5 separate regions of the Mus musculus genome follow, and regions 2, 3, 4 and 5 are each linked to region 1. Evidence: chromatin contacts called from public ChIA-PET, HiChIP or PLAC-seq and Micro-C data. All regions are on one chromosome and are shown on one strand. The core of a region is the stretch at or near the end of the contact, and the rest is flanking DNA. Distances in the headings are between cores, read along the strand shown.

Evidence for each region. Hi-C and Micro-C count contacts between places; a contact is called where the count stands out from the background. ChIA-PET counts read pairs in DNA pulled down with a chosen protein or histone mark. HiChIP or PLAC-seq counts read pairs in DNA pulled down with a chosen protein or histone mark.
Region 2: a contact with region 1 is called in an HNF4G HiChIP or PLAC-seq map of pancreatic cancer cells. The contact joins the promoter of Gstm1 here to the promoter of Celsr2 in region 1. A contact is called at or near these places in 1 of 115 datasets of contacts at active chromatin or transcription factors (pancreatic cancer cells) and 1 of 9 other capture datasets (adipose tissue).
Region 3: a Micro-C map of embryonic stem cells shows a contact between it and region 1, with 2.7 times the contacts expected there. The contact joins the promoter of Gpsm2 here to the promoter of Celsr2 in region 1. A contact is called at or near these places in 2 of 484 Hi-C or Micro-C datasets (both in embryonic stem cells) and 2 of 115 datasets of contacts at active chromatin or transcription factors (memory CD8 T cells and pancreatic cancer cells).
Region 4: a contact with region 1 is called in an H3K4me3 HiChIP or PLAC-seq map of embryonic stem cells, with 11 read pairs. The contact joins the promoter of Gnai3 here to the promoter of Celsr2 in region 1. A contact is called at or near these places in 3 of 39 promoter capture datasets (embryonic stem cells and liver), 4 of 115 datasets of contacts at active chromatin or transcription factors (double positive thymocytes, effector CD8 T cells, embryonic stem cells and 1 more) and 3 of 9 other capture datasets (adipose tissue, liver and macrophages).
Region 5: a contact with region 1 is called in an RNA polymerase II ChIA-PET map of memory CD8 T cells, with 11 read pairs. The contact joins the enhancer-like site here to the promoter of Celsr2 in region 1. A contact is called at or near these places in 3 of 39 promoter capture datasets (the C10 cell line, the HPC-7 cell line and embryonic stem cells), 2 of 115 datasets of contacts at active chromatin or transcription factors (memory CD8 T cells and pancreatic cancer cells) and 1 of 9 other capture datasets (pancreatic islet).

Annotation. Positions count from the first base shown.
Region 1 is chr3:108,414,036-108,416,871 of GRCm38.p6, reverse strand. It overlaps Celsr2 (cadherin, EGF LAG seven-pass G-type receptor 2), which reads left to right and starts at 1,293. Exons shown (of 34, transcript NM_017392.4): 1 at 1,293-2,836. The coding sequence starts at 1,378. It overlaps Gm52630 (a long non-coding RNA gene), which reads right to left and starts at 851. Exons shown (of 3, transcript XR_003954680.1): 1 at 715-851; 2 at 203-422; 3 at 1-53.
Region 2 is chr3:108,016,672-108,019,394 of GRCm38.p6, reverse strand. Gstm1 (glutathione S-transferase, mu 1) reads left to right here and starts at 1,422. Exons shown (of 8, transcript NM_010358.5): 1 at 1,422-1,655; 2 at 1,969-2,044; 3 at 2,447-2,511. The coding sequence starts at 1,620.
Region 3 is chr3:108,720,901-108,723,649 of GRCm38.p6, reverse strand. It overlaps Gpsm2 (G-protein signalling modulator 2 (AGS3-like, C. elegans)), which reads left to right and starts at 1,351. Exons shown (of 15, transcript NM_029522.2): 1 at 1,351-1,609.
Region 4 is chr3:108,144,691-108,147,557 of GRCm38.p6, reverse strand. It overlaps Gnai3 (guanine nucleotide binding protein (G protein), alpha inhibiting 3), which reads left to right and starts at 1,406. Exons shown (of 9, transcript NM_010306.3): 1 at 1,406-1,670. The coding sequence starts at 1,553.
Region 5 is chr3:108,794,735-108,797,434 of GRCm38.p6, reverse strand. Stxbp3 (syntaxin binding protein 3) reads left to right here. Exons shown (of 19, transcript NM_011504.1): 17 at 1-54; 18 at 2,482-2,633. Among named protein-coding and RNA genes, the nearest start is that of Stxbp3, 44 kb to the left of the region's middle. Within about 2 kb of position 1,299, at least 80 of the 459 cell types and tissues checked have an H3K27ac peak or open chromatin away from gene starts, as enhancers often do. A contact at or near this core is called in memory CD8 T cells, where this site is marked.

The DNA.
Region 1 (2,836 bases), core at 44-2,543:
CATACCCCTTCCAGAAGGTTCTGGGGTGGCATTCCATGAAGGGCTCAGTAGTCCTGTGCAATGGACAGGGCCATTTGCTAGTTACAAAGCCGCGGGTAGGAGGAGGACAGCAGTTGGACATTGATCTAGGAGGGAGGAGGGATAAAGAAAAAGGAACACGTCCTAAGGTCCAGGAAGCTTGGGCCCTCTGGAACCAACTCACCCTGGCCCTAGGAATCTGGTAGTGTTAGTGCTCTTGCTGCTTTGGACATTCTGGTTCACTTCCCCTGACCTGACATGTGGTACCCAAGATGTATCCCAAATGAGCTTAGGGGTCCTTTTGTCCAAGATATCCAAGTGAGAGCACGACTTCTGGTATCTGGGGGAGACTTTGTAGTGTCGAGCGAAGTCGAGCAAAGTCGTCTTTACTTCTGACCCGGGACCTGTAGGATGGGGCAGCAATGAGGGCTTTCAGGGATGGTAAGACTGGAAAGTTGTCTGTCTGTCTGTCTGTCTGTCTGTCTATATCCACCCACCTCCCACCCCCTGGTCACCTCCTGCAGACATTAAGACTGTTTTGAAAGAGCGCTAGCCATAGAATTTTACAAGAGTATCAATTCCCTGTGTGGCTTCTGATTGTTCATTCCTCTTTAAGCTGTAGAAGGGATCCAGAAATGGAAAGGAGCAAGTCTGATGTGCTGGGAAGAAAAATTCTACCAGAGGCGGGAATCTTACTTAGAGCCGCCATGCAGAAGAGGGCGCTGGGTGGGGCCCACCTCCTCGGCGCGTTGGGCGTCGCCGCTTTAAGACCGCGGCGGCGCGAGCAGGTCTATGGTAATGAGCCGCCGCCACCACCGCCGCTGCTCTGCAGAGCTCGCCCGCCCGCCCGGGAGGCGAGGGAACGCGGGTCTGGGCCCGGGACCCCGGCGACCGGTAGCTGCCGCGGCGGGGACGCAGGGCGCGAGCGGGTGGCGCAGGGCCATCGTTGGCAGCCGGGCCCGGGCCGGAGCGTGAGGCTCCGCAGACGCAGGTGGGCGACCTTACGCGGGCGGAGGGGACATTCTGGGGCTCGGGACCGGGGGACCCGGCAGAGCCAGAGATCCTCGCGGCCCGCGGGCGCAGGTAGAGAACGCTCAGAGCGCAGGTGGAAGCGCAGCGTGAACCCGCAGTGGTCGCGGCGACTCGGGAGCGGGCCCGGCTTCGAGAGTGGTGGGAGCCCGGCGCATCGTGGGCTAAGAGCGCGGCCCCGCCGAGCCATCTGGGTGCAGGCCCAGTGGGACGTACAGGTGGCCCCCGGGGACCCGCGCCCCGGCCCGGGCATGAGGCGCGGCGGGGCCGGCAGGAGCCGGAGGAAGAGCCGCCGCGGCTGTTGACCCGGCTGGCCGGGAACAGGGAGAGATGCGGAGCCGGGCTGCCAGCGCCCCCCTCCCAACGCCGCTGCTGCCGCTGCTACTGCTGTTGCTGCTGCTGCCACCGTCGCCACTACTGGGAGATCAAGTGGGGCCCTGTCGTTCTCTGGGATCCGGGGGACGCAGCTCCTCTGGGGCCTGCGCCCCCGTGGGCTGGCTCTGCCCAGCCTCTGCTTCGAACCTCTGGCTCTACACCAGCCGCTGCAGAGAATCGGGCATTGAGCTGACCGGCCACCTGGTGCCCCACCACGATGGCCTGAGGGTTTGGTGTCCAGAATCAGGGGCTCATATCCCTCTTCCGCCATCCTCTGAAGGCTGCCCCTGGAGCTGTCGTCTCCTGGGTATCGGAGGACACCTTTCTCCACAAGGCACGCTGACCCTGCCTGAAGAGCACCCTTGCTTAAAGGCCCCACGGCTCAGATGCCAGTCTTGCAAGCTGGCACAGGCCCCAGGGCTCAGGGCTGGGGAAGGCTCACCAGAGGAATCTCTGGGTGGGCGCAGGAAAAGGAATGTGAATACAGCTCCCCAGTTCCAGCCTCCCAGCTACCAGGCCACAGTGCCTGAGAACCAGCCTGCTGGTACCTCTGTTGCATCCTTAAGAGCCATTGATCCAGATGAGGGTGAGGCGGGTCGACTTGAGTACACCATGGATGCCCTCTTTGATAGCCGCTCCAATCATTTCTTCTCCTTGGACCCAATCACCGGTGTTGTCACCACAGCTGAGGAGCTGGATCGGGAGACCAAGAGCACCCACGTCTTCAGGGTCACTGCACAGGATCACGGTATGCCCCGACGGAGTGCCTTGGCCACGCTTACCATCTTGGTGACCGACACCAACGATCACGACCCTGTTTTTGAGCAGCAAGAGTACAAGGAGAGCCTCAGGGAGAACCTGGAGGTTGGCTATGAGGTGCTTACAGTCAGGGCCACCGACGGCGACGCCCCTCCCAATGCCAACATTCTGTACCGCCTGCTGGAGGGGGCCGGAGGCAGCCCCTCAGACGCCTTTGAGATCGATCCTCGCTCGGGGGTGATCCGAACCCGCGGCCCTGTAGACCGGGAGGAAGTGGAATCCTACAAGTTAACAGTGGAGGCGAGTGACCAGGGCCGGGACCCAGGCCCGCGGAGTTCCACAGCCATTGTTTTCCTGTCGGTGGAGGATGATAATGACAACGCCCCCCAGTTTAGCGAGAAGCGTTATGTGGTCCAGGTGCGGGAGGATGTGACCCCAGGAGCCCCAGTTCTCCGAGTCACCGCCTCCGATAGAGACAAGGGCAGCAATGCCCTAGTGCACTACAGCATCATGAGTGGCAATGCTCGGGGCCAGTTCTATCTGGATGCTCAGACTGGAGCCCTGGATGTGGTAAGCCCACTCGACTATGAGACAACCAAAGAGTATACGCTTCGGATCCGGGCTCAGGACGGTGGCCGTCCTCCACTCTCCAATG
Region 2 (2,723 bases), core at 173-2,672, 400 kb after region 1:
TGTCCTCTGAAGGGCTCCAGGGCTCTGGCTCCCTTCCCAGGCCCTCTGAGTCCTTGTCCTAGACAGTATGGATTCCTTCTGCTTTCTTCCACTCCTCCTTCTCTACTTCCCACAGTGTGTGACAATCTGCTGAAGTGCCTCATTCATACTTGCAAAATATGTCCCTGTAGTTCCCACCAAACTGCTGCTAAAGCCCCAGTGACATGGTCACTTTTCGTGCATCCTCACCAAGACCTGCAGAACATGTGGTTTCTTTAATGTCCTAGGATGAGATGGCCTCTGCTTGCCCCCTGCAACCTCACTGCACAGCTCCTATGTGGGTGACATGATATGTTGCCTTCATACCCCGTAGTCCCAGTAAAGGATGATTTAATCCCAAAATGTACGTCCTGCAGAGCAACAGCCTTGGCCTTTGACTTGTAAACTCATTTTAGTCTCCCCTTCCATCAAGCCTCTTGGTTGTCTGCAAAAAAGAAAGTAAACAGGTAGGACAGTGTTCTTGGGAGGACATTGACCTTGTGAAGGTAATACTACAGGGCATATACTACTTGTGAAGGATATACTACTATATATCTCAGGGTAACCTGAAAGGTCATTTGAGCCACCCTGTCATATACAAACGCATGTCCGGAGCCTGGGCCAGGTCCTGCATTTAGGGACAGCTGAGGGTCTTGCTTTGGGCTCCCATGTGTACAGCATCCTGGTATCCCTTGAAAGCAAACTTCTTGGGTCACATGCTCTCCCTCTCTATGGCACAACCCAGCGTGGGCTCTTTTTCTCCCTTGTGCTCTGCTGGGTTTTGTCAGCTGACTGTTGTCCACAGCTGTGGCTTCCCTCAAACTTCCGGCCCCTCTGTGGTTGGTACTTGAATTTAGATTCATAAACACGGCCAAAATACAGATTAGTTTTTTAATAACTGATAACAGTTCTCAAACCCCCTAAAGGAAAATACGGAGCCCTGTTTATCTCTGCCTTGGGGTTGTTTCCATGTCACCGACTGTTCCTGTAACTTGAGGCTGTGTGCGCAAAAATCCGGTACCTGTCAGACTGACAGAGTTCTTTCCATGACGATAAGTGCTACATTAAACTCTCAGGTCGGGGGCTCTCGCCTTTTTGTCTTTAAGCTGAGAGTTGAGCCTCCCCAATGACAGATTCCCACAGTCTGGGTGTGAAAACCGAGCTCTGCAAAAGAAAGGAAGGCGGGAGAACACCCACCCAATGTTCTTTCGCTGTCTGGCCAGACTCCAGGCAAAGTGCTAGCTAGTCTAGGGAGCATCCAGCAGGCGGCGATGGCGGCAGTCGCTAAGAGGGTTTCGGGGGAAGCAGGAGAGCAGATTCTGTTTCAGCGTGTGCAAAACAGAATCCCGGGACAGAGGCCGCTAAGGATCTTAACCCCGCCTCTCCCGGAGAGGGTGTGGCCTCTGCCTTCCGCTTTAGGGTCTGCTGCTCTGGTTACAGACCTAGGAAGGGGAGTGCCTAATTGGGATTGGTGCAGGGTTGGGAGGGACCCGCTGTTTTGTCCTGCCCACGTTTCTCTAGTAGTCTGTATAAAGTCACAACTCCAAACACACAGGTCAGTCCTGCTGAAGCCAGTTTGAGAAGACCACAGCACCAGCACCATGCCTATGATACTGGGATACTGGAACGTCCGCGGAGTGAGAGAGGGGTCCACTTGGAGGGTGGGACTGGGATGTGAAGCAGAAAGTTCTTAAGAGCAGGAGCCCTTCCTACAGCGGGTACTCTTCAGCTCTCACTGGAATCTCCTGCCTGTAGCTCTCAGCGCTCAGTTTACGCACTTGGGTGGCTGTGTGTGTGTGCGTGCGCGCGCGCGTATGTGTGTGGTGTGCACATGCACGTGCGGGGTGACGGCGTTTGTGCAGTGTGGGAGGTCTCAACGGGTGAAGATGAAGTCATACAAAGAAGTCCCCACAATGTCTGACCTCTGTCTCTTCTGGTCATCTCTCCCAGCTGACACACCCGATCCGCATGCTCCTGGAATACACAGACTCAAGCTATGATGAGAAGAGATACACCATGGGTGACGGTAATGCCACCTTCCTGGTCAGACACCTGCTTCCCTCTTACCTATCAAACTATGCCTAGATTTCCCGTTATTTAGCCCTGCTGGTCTCCCTCTAGCTAAAGATAGAGGCTGCTGCTTCCAGAAACCTCTTTGAGAGTGCAGTTTGATTTTCCAATATAGATCATGGAGAATGGAGTTCCTTGGTCCATTTGTATTTATAATTCGACAGAATTCACTACTGGGGTCTTATTGGGTCCAGGCTGCCTTTATTATCAGTTGTTATTCAGACCCTTCTCCACATTGGAAAGTAACTCTCTGTAACAGGTTGCAGAGGCCCTGCCTTAGGGGTTCTTGCTACTGGTCGATAATCTGTAGAAGGGTGGGACAGTGGGGTAATGCCTTTTCACATCTTCTTGTTTACAGCTCCCGACTTTGACAGAAGCCAGTGGCTGAATGAGAAGTTCAAGCTGGGCCTGGACTTTCCCAATGTAGGTGCAGGGGAGGAGAGGTTTGGGGAAGACACGGTGATCTCACCTCATCTCCTGGCCTGGCTGAGGGTTTAGGATCAGTGTTTCTGCTCTCCTGCTCCATCCCTGCTGGCTGCACAGTGTTCTGTGATGGGCTGTGCCCCAGCTCTCTCATTCAGTGCACACTGTGCCCATGGAGGGCTTCCCATGGCAGGCACACTGTCAGGCCCTGT
Region 3 (2,749 bases), core at 102-2,601, 310 kb before region 1:
AAGAAGATTTACAAAACAGTTCAACTGATTAGGAAGATAGACATTGCTGATAGCTGAGATAAAAAGTCCAATCTATGAGAGAAGGGGGCACAGGAAAGAAACGATTCGCTTTGGCTATGCAGAATTTAAAATACTTTTTATTGTGGTTTACTGTACCAATTCCCACAAAGAATTTATGAGTATGGAAGAATTATAATATCTACCTCTGAAATAGTACAACCAGCTAATTCAGCTTTTTATAAGAACTTGGTATTAAGGGTGCTCGCTGATAATAATAAGAGAACCACTTATTGAACAGCTTCGATGTGTCAGCAGCTGTGTTAACCATTTCATAAACTTTACCTCCTGAAGCATCATGACAGACCTTATTAGAGGAGGTCTCATTATCTGTGTTTTACAGCTGAGGAAGCTAAGGCTACAGAGGACAGACGCCTAACTGGTTCAAAATCAGTCAGTAGGAAGAGGCCCGAGCTGAAATTCAAACCCAGGTCTGGCTGGTGCTAACACTATCTCTATACAGTTTTCCATGACACACATATAGTGGTCACGGCCATCACCACAGAGATGCTGAAACTAGAATTTCTTTAACAGGTGCCCAATCCTGTAAAACATTAAAATTTCATCCCAGTGGAGAAATAGGCAGTGGCTATAGATAATGTAATGTAACCAACGTCATCAGCTTCACAGCAGAGACTCTAGTTTAAACATTTGATGAACAAGCTAAGATCTATTTTTTGGTGAACTTGATATGAAGGCATGAATAGAATGGGAATGCAAGCCGCCGGAGCGGATTAAATTCGCCATCTCTGCTTTTCCTGGGAACCAGCGATCCTGCAGTCAGAAGAAGTTTGCTTTCCCAACATCTGGAAACGCCAGAACTGTGTGTGACACTGCCTCAAGAACTGAGGCTCCTTGTTCAGACTTTCACACGGGACCCTCTGTTCCTTTCACACAGGCCTCTTTCTTTCTCACATCTGCCTCTTGGAAGACTTTCCCAGGGCGGGACTGAGCCTGCAGGGAAAGAGGCAGTGGACTGGGGCTCCTGGGTTCAAAGTCTGAACTAGACCCAGCTTGAACTCTGATGTTTATTGTCCCACTTTTCGCCATCTGAAGGAGAAATTCGAGGACAATAAGCTTCTAGTTGGCGGAGGATCTATCCGCAGCAGAGGAGAATCAAGCGCTACAGTCCGAGAGGCAAACCCCACACACAGATCTTTAGAAGGAGGGAGCCCTGGCTCGTCTAGCCCCGCCCTCCACCCGCCTAGCCCCGCCCCACCGGTGCCATTGGCCGGTCCAAAAAACGCGGGGCGTTGTCAGTTTGAATGGGCGAGCCTGGAGCTAGGCGCAGGCGCAGAGGAGTACAGGCGCTGAGGGAGCCTTGCTGGCGGTGAGACCCTCTGAGAGGCCAGGGGGAGGCCGAAGCTCTGGCCCACGTGACCTGCCGGGGGCGGGCGCCCGGGGCGCTCGCCAGCCTCCCGCGGTGCCCCTGCTTGGCTCGGCGTCGCCGCCGGGACCCGACTTGGGGAAGCGCCGCGGTTCCTAGTCTACGGCCAGAGGCGCTCATCCCTGCAGCGGTTCCTTGTTCTCAGGAGCCGCGGGCCGGAGGGAGGTGAGCGGAGCCTGAGGGGGTGACCCAGTGGGGTGTGTGGGGGCGTGGGGCGGGGGTCTCTGGACCACCGAGGCTCGACGGGCTCGGGTGACGCTGGGACCCGGGAGCTCCGTGGGGGGCTTCGCACCCGCACCATTTAGGCTGTTGTCCCCTAAGTGAGGGGAGACTGGGGATCGGGCTTCTGCAGACCTTGAAAATACTTGCTGGGATGCAGCGACTTCACGCGTTTTCCGAGCGTAACAGACGGTGGATACAAAGCCGAATCCCAGTGGATTCGAATCCCAGGCACGTCGCCGGCCCCGGGTCTCCACACCAGACACCTTTGTCAAGTCACATTTAAACTCCTGAACTTTTCGGATCCCAGACTTACTGGCAAGCGAAACTGATAGATCGTTGTAACCAGCTTTATAGCAAGCGTAACATGTTTGAGATCTTAGCCGGAAAGCTGTAAACTTAGTATCTTCAGATGAAAAGTGGAAAACGTAATTTCCTTGTATTTTAATGGTAAACAATTAGGTGGCTTTAACAAGTATCATTTGAACTCTGTTGAAACGAGTAATGATGGCAATGTTTATTTGCCTTAATGCATTATTTAAACGCCGGGTAGACTTAGAATAGGTAAGTTCTTGACTCTCCTCTCGGTGCTTTGTGTTGATTGGACTGCTGTGTGGTTTGTGTTGTAAGTTTTTGTCACCAGCGAAGCAGAATTTTCAGACTGCCTCTTTGGAAGGCTAAACTGAAGATTTTCCGGCTTGTTAGTAACCATCGTGATTGCTTCTGGTAAAGAGCACTTTTGCCTGGGGTTTCGACGTGCTAAGAGCAGAGATTCGTTCCGCCTAAGTTCAAAAGCGAAGGTTCCTGTCCTTTGACTTGAGGGCAGTGGGGGAGTTCAGGGATGCCCGGCCGGTTCTAGGCATTCATAGGCCCCTCTTGCAAACTATTTCTAACTTACAATTCGAGGATTGGACTGGTTATGAATTCAGAGACTGTGGAGTATTGTGGAAGCGTGTCCCACGGAAAAATAGTTTAGCTGAATTTTCAGTAGGTCAGACATACACTATTACAAGTATGTTTTGATGTAAACCTGAGATTTAATAGTAGGCTAGTTACAAAGGTAATGCACTATATATAGTGTGGCTC
Region 4 (2,867 bases), core at 157-2,656, 270 kb after region 1:
ACTGCCATCCAAAAACCTTAGATGCTCTGTTGTCAGGGGTCTCCCAGCTATACCTTCTAGAGAGGTCTGGTAGAAAGAGGGCGTGAAGTTGAAACTAGACAGATGTACTTACTGTGTGGACGTGGGAAAGCGACTGAATTCCTCTGAGCCCATTTTCTCATTGGCGACAATGGGGATTAATATTACCTACCTCACAGGGTTGTTGTGAGGATTAAGAGATGAGACATGGAAGTGCCTACCTGGCAAAAAGGTACTCAATAATGTTGTGTTTCCCCCTTTCCTCTTGACCCTTTCCCCCCTAGAAGTGATCAGAAAGGAAAAGCAGTTTCTTTTGGAAATGAGTGGGAGACTTTCCAGACTTGGAATTGACAAGCATTATGGGTGACGTGGACGAGGTTAATCTAATTAGATGGTTCTAATTAATTAATTTTCACTATAGACCTTTCTCTTGGGAATTTGTAGCTTAAGTTACCTCCTACTAGAGAAATGTTTTAAATTCCAGGGAAATGTTTCAATGGCTGTAAAAAAATGCCCCTTCTTAAAACGGGTGTTGAGTCATTGTGGGTCTATTTAGTAGGGACTTTAGGATATTCTTCACAGAGCCAATATTCAGGAGATAGTAGAAAGACAACTTTTACCAAACTTCCCCCTTTCTGTGGCTATCACAGAGGAACTCTTGTTAGATTAGAGATTAGCTCGTTTATTTCTGGGTATGGAACTAAGTCCTCAGGTTTACCTGGAAGAAAGGGAAGCGTGGAAATATTATAAATGAATTACACCTAGTTTCATATTCTAATACTTACTACCTATTTTTCACTCTCTATTACTTGATGCGGTCGAGTGATCCTTTGCCAACATAGGAGTGCCAGGCATATGTACAGCTCACAGAAATCCATACGTTGTAGCAGAAGGACTAATATATACTTGGCATAATGGGTGTAGCCAGAGGAATGGGTGAACATCCAGGCTGGGCAGCTCAAGGATCAGACGGAGGGAACTTTGGCTGAAGTGCCCAACACGCGGCTCTGGACAGAGACCTGGGCTCCAAATCACAGATGAAAAGGAAAAAAGGTTTTTTTGTTTGTTTGTTTTCTGGAGAGGGAGGCTTTTCCCAACAGCAATTCCCAGAGGACTGTGAGCTCTCATTTGAGAATCTGATCCTCACCGCCAAACCTCCAGAGCACACCACGTGCTGGAAGTCCCGCTTTTTCTACACTTGGAATCCAAGTCCAGGAGCCGGAGAAGTAAAAGGGTATTAAGGCTGGGAGGTGCGGAGCGAAGGCTCGCCATCACTCCACGGGGACAGTCAGGTACCAGGGAACTTCCGCTCTCCGTACCACCTCCGCCTCCCACTGGCACAGCGCTCTAAGTAGTAACGGCCGCTGGGCGTCGCCGGAAGTGTCGTAAACAGCACACATCCGGTTCTTCCGGGAGCTAGGGGAGCTGACGGAGAAGGCCACCGCCCAGCAGAAGACCCGTCTCCGCCGGTGTGTGGCGATTCCCGCGGTGTGTGTGAGTGAGCCCGGGCCCGGTCCCCTCTCCCGCCGCCGCCATGGGCTGCACGTTGAGCGCCGAGGACAAGGCGGCGGTGGAGCGGAGCAAGATGATCGACCGCAACTTGCGGGAGGACGGGGAGAAAGCGGCCAAAGAAGTGAAGCTGCTGCTGCTCGGTGAGGGGCTGGGGGCGGAGCTGGAGCGCTGGAGCCGGAGAGCCCGGCCCCGGGAGCAGCCGGAGCTGATCGGGGTCTGGCCAAGGCCGGCAGAGAGGACCCCAAAGGGACAAGGAGGGGATGCCCAGCAATGGGGCGGGTACTGGGCTTGGCGACTGAGGCCCCGGAAGGCGTGGGGATTTCAGGTTGGAGAGGGTGTAACCCGGCTGGGATGGTACTTAGTAGAGTTGGGGAGTTTGGAGCCCCGAGACTGTGCTGGGAATCCGGGCACGGCTCTTAAAGGGAGGGACCGAAATTAGGGAGGGTTCACACTGGGCTGGAACGTGTTGAGGAGGATAGTGTATGGTGTCTGGTGGGGCCTGTCTAGGGTTTGTGTGAGTTTGATACTTGATGTCAGGATAAAGCTGGAAGGATTGAATGATTAAATAGCGAAGCTAGTACAGAGAGGGTCACATAAAGAACTTGCTCGCAAGTCTTTTTGTGCTGTTAGTGAGGTGGGTTGTCCAGGAACACCCAGGAGGCGGTTGAAATAAATGACAGGTTCTTAGGTATAAAAGAAAAGACCTTGGGTGCAGAGGCCACTAATACTTTTTTCAACTTTTTTTTAAAATCTCTCTCTCTCTCTTTTTTTTTTTTAAATTCTCTTGAGCTTCCGTGATTCCTTTTTTAAATTAAAGGGCTAGGGATGGTGTGAGCTGAGGAAATTGAAAGAATGCCATTTTTGAGGTTTGGGGTAGAGGACAGTGGGACCATGTGTGTCGGGAATAGTAGAGGATAACATATGGACTGGGGCAGATTTATTGTAGAGATTGTGATCTATTTGGGAGGGGTTGATTTTTTTTTTTAATTGGGTTTTTCAAAATAAAAGTATGTATTGGCTTTCAGACTACAAACACCGTGTTGTCTTATACTCAAGTGGGCTTTTTTATCTCTAGTCAGACATGTTTCAGTCAGGATAATTTCGTTTTAAACTTTGATAGGCCCAGTAAATCATATAAACTTCTCTCGCATTAGCTTACCAGTAAATCCAGCTGTATTCATTATTTATATCTTTGAGGAATCTGTTAGATGAGAATCATTACGAATAAGTCACAGGTTCTGGAAGCAGCAGAGCTTTTTAGATAAATACCGTCCCGAAAGGTCACTTTAGAGCACTAATTTCACTTTGTAGAGCTCCAGAGGACGGACACCACTGCC
Region 5 (2,700 bases), core at 50-2,549, 380 kb before region 1:
GTGGCCGTATTGTTCCCGGTGCCCAGCAGTGTGGAATGGCTCTGGAGCTGTGAGGTAAGCCTGTAAGGGGAAGCCACTGTGGTGGTTCGCTGGGATGCTATAGACCAATGGTTAGAATGCTGCTCAGCGCTCTCCTTGAACAAGGGCCCTTCCTGTGTGAAACATAGAGTAACATAAAAGGTAGTTTTTCTTCTATTGTAACCTAGTTAAATAAGTTCAGGAAGGCATACTTTATAATGCAGAATACTTTTATAAAATTGCATCACCTCCCACACAGCTTCTTTACAGCATAGTTGCTTCCTTCTCCCTCTGGTTTCTTCTTGTTTTTCTTTTCCTCTTTTCTTTTCTTTTCTCTTCTTTTCTTCTTCCTCTTCTCTCTCTCTCTCTCTCTCTTTCTTTCTGGAGGCAGGATCTCACTGTGTAGACAGCCAATCCTCTGAGTAACCACACCCAACTTGATTTAACCCTTTTGATAATTGTGTTAATTATTTTCAACTTCAGAGAGACTATGTTCTCGTGCATGCCCCTGCACTCAGAGCCCAGCTTAACAAATTAAATATAATCCAAGCTTTCTGGGTTTCAAGCTCTGAGGTTACTCTCCCTCTTTATCAGATCTGTCGTAGTTTAATCATTCTCTGCATGTCCCTACCTTTTCTGCCTGCCCTGTGTAATGTATTGAATTGTTCCTGTGTGTGGATGCACACATGACAGAGCATGTACGGAGGTCAGAAGACAACTTACAGGGAACAGTTCTCTCCCTCCCCCGAGCGGGCCCTGAACATTGAACTCAGGCGTGCAGCCACTCATGACCTATGTGGGGCTTTTTCTTGAGATTTGGCTTCTATCACATGGACTGTGCTATGTTGACACACAGGTCTCTCCTGTTTACTCTTCCTGGGGTTTGCTGTGTTGCCTGCATCTTCATCAGATAAACAGGGTTTGGGGTATTGTATTTCTGAGGTGTTTTGTTGTTTCTGGAGTCACTGGGGTTCTGTCTCTCCTCTCCCCTCCCCTCCCCTCCCTCCTCCCCTCCCCTCCCCTCCCTCCTCTCCTCCCCTCCCCTCTCCTCCCCTCCCCTCTCCTCCCCTTTCTCTTACCTGTTTATTGTAGTTCCTTCAAATGGCACAGCCGCTCGAGCTCATCTCTGACTCCATGTTTCATTGTGTGGCAGATTGGTTCTTGTAGTTTCCATTTCTGCTTTTGTTTTGTGGTTTGTGGTGCTGAAGGCAAAACCTAGGCAAGCACTGACTGCTGCTTCCTCACCAACTTTCCTATCGTTTCTGCTGAACCACAATCTTACATTCAGATAGATATAGATACATAGATATGATGTAGGTATAATCTGCTTTAAAGTCTTTGCTCAATCCAACCTCTACTTTTACAAAACTAAGTTTCTACCACACTGTTTCTTTCTATATCTACAACCTTTGATTGAAAACAGACCCTTTTAGCAACTCTGAGTTGCTTTCTGTGGTGAGTTTTCATGCTTAAGTCTGTTTCGTTTTCGATTTTTGAGACAGTTTCTCTGTGTAACCCTGGCTGTCCTAGAACTCACTCTGTAGATCAGGCTAGCTTTGAACTCAGAGATCTGCCTGCCTCTGTCGGCCTAGTGCTGGATATATGTAGGTTGGGGGAAGTATGTACATGTGTGTGCAGGTGTCCACAGAACCCAGAGATGTCTGGGTCCCCTGGGGTTGGAGTCACGGGTGTGAACCAGATCCTCTGCAAGAGCAATACTGACGCTCTAAGCCATCTCTCTAGCCCATCGTGGTAGCAATTTGTGTAGACTTAAACTGTTGGCTTTCTCTCTTGCTGTGAATGGCCACTTCAGTCTTTTGAGTTTTTCAGTTTTTCAGTTTGGCTTAGTGGTTGTTTGTGCCTGTGTAGTTGCAGTCAGCCAATTGTCTGGGCAGACATTGTCAGACACTTGAGGCATGTCCCTTCCATCCTCCACTGATCACTGAGGATTTAGGGATACACTGATCTTCCAGAGGACCCAGGTTCATCCCAGCACCCACAACCATCCGTAACTCCTGTCCCACAGGATCCAGCACCCTTCTCTGGCCTCCACAGGCCCTGCATGCACATGGTGCACAGCCTTACATGTAGGCAAAACACCCATACACAAAATAAAAATGTTTTAAAATTTTAAATATTAAAATAAAATGTTCGCTTTATAAATAAAAATACTAAGCCTAGACTGTGTGGTTTTTACTATACTTTTTGGAAATAAGGTTTTATATATGTCTCCTAGATCTAGCCTTGATCTTTTTCCTACTGTCTCACCACAAATAAAACTATGTGATCTATTCAAATTGAAATCTGAAAGGGGGGGGGGGTGTGCAGCCTTTGCCTAAATTACTGTAGGGAAAGCACCACGGTTAGATTGCTTCGTTATTGCTTCCAAAGGTGAGTTTGAGATGCACGCCGCGTGGCTTTGGGAGTGCTGACAGCATGTTTGCTTTGTGTTTTACTTTCTAGTGCTCGCCAGAAACCCAGAACTAACTACTTAGAGCTGGACCGGAAAAATGGGTCAAGGCTGATTATTTTTGTAATTGGAGGAATTACGTACTCTGAGATGCGGTGTGCTTATGAAGTTTCCCAGGCACATAAATCCTGTGAGGTTATTATTGGTAAGATTTTCATCTTTTTTGTTTGTTAATGTTTAAGGCAAGATTATGCATGGGAAAATTTAAGACT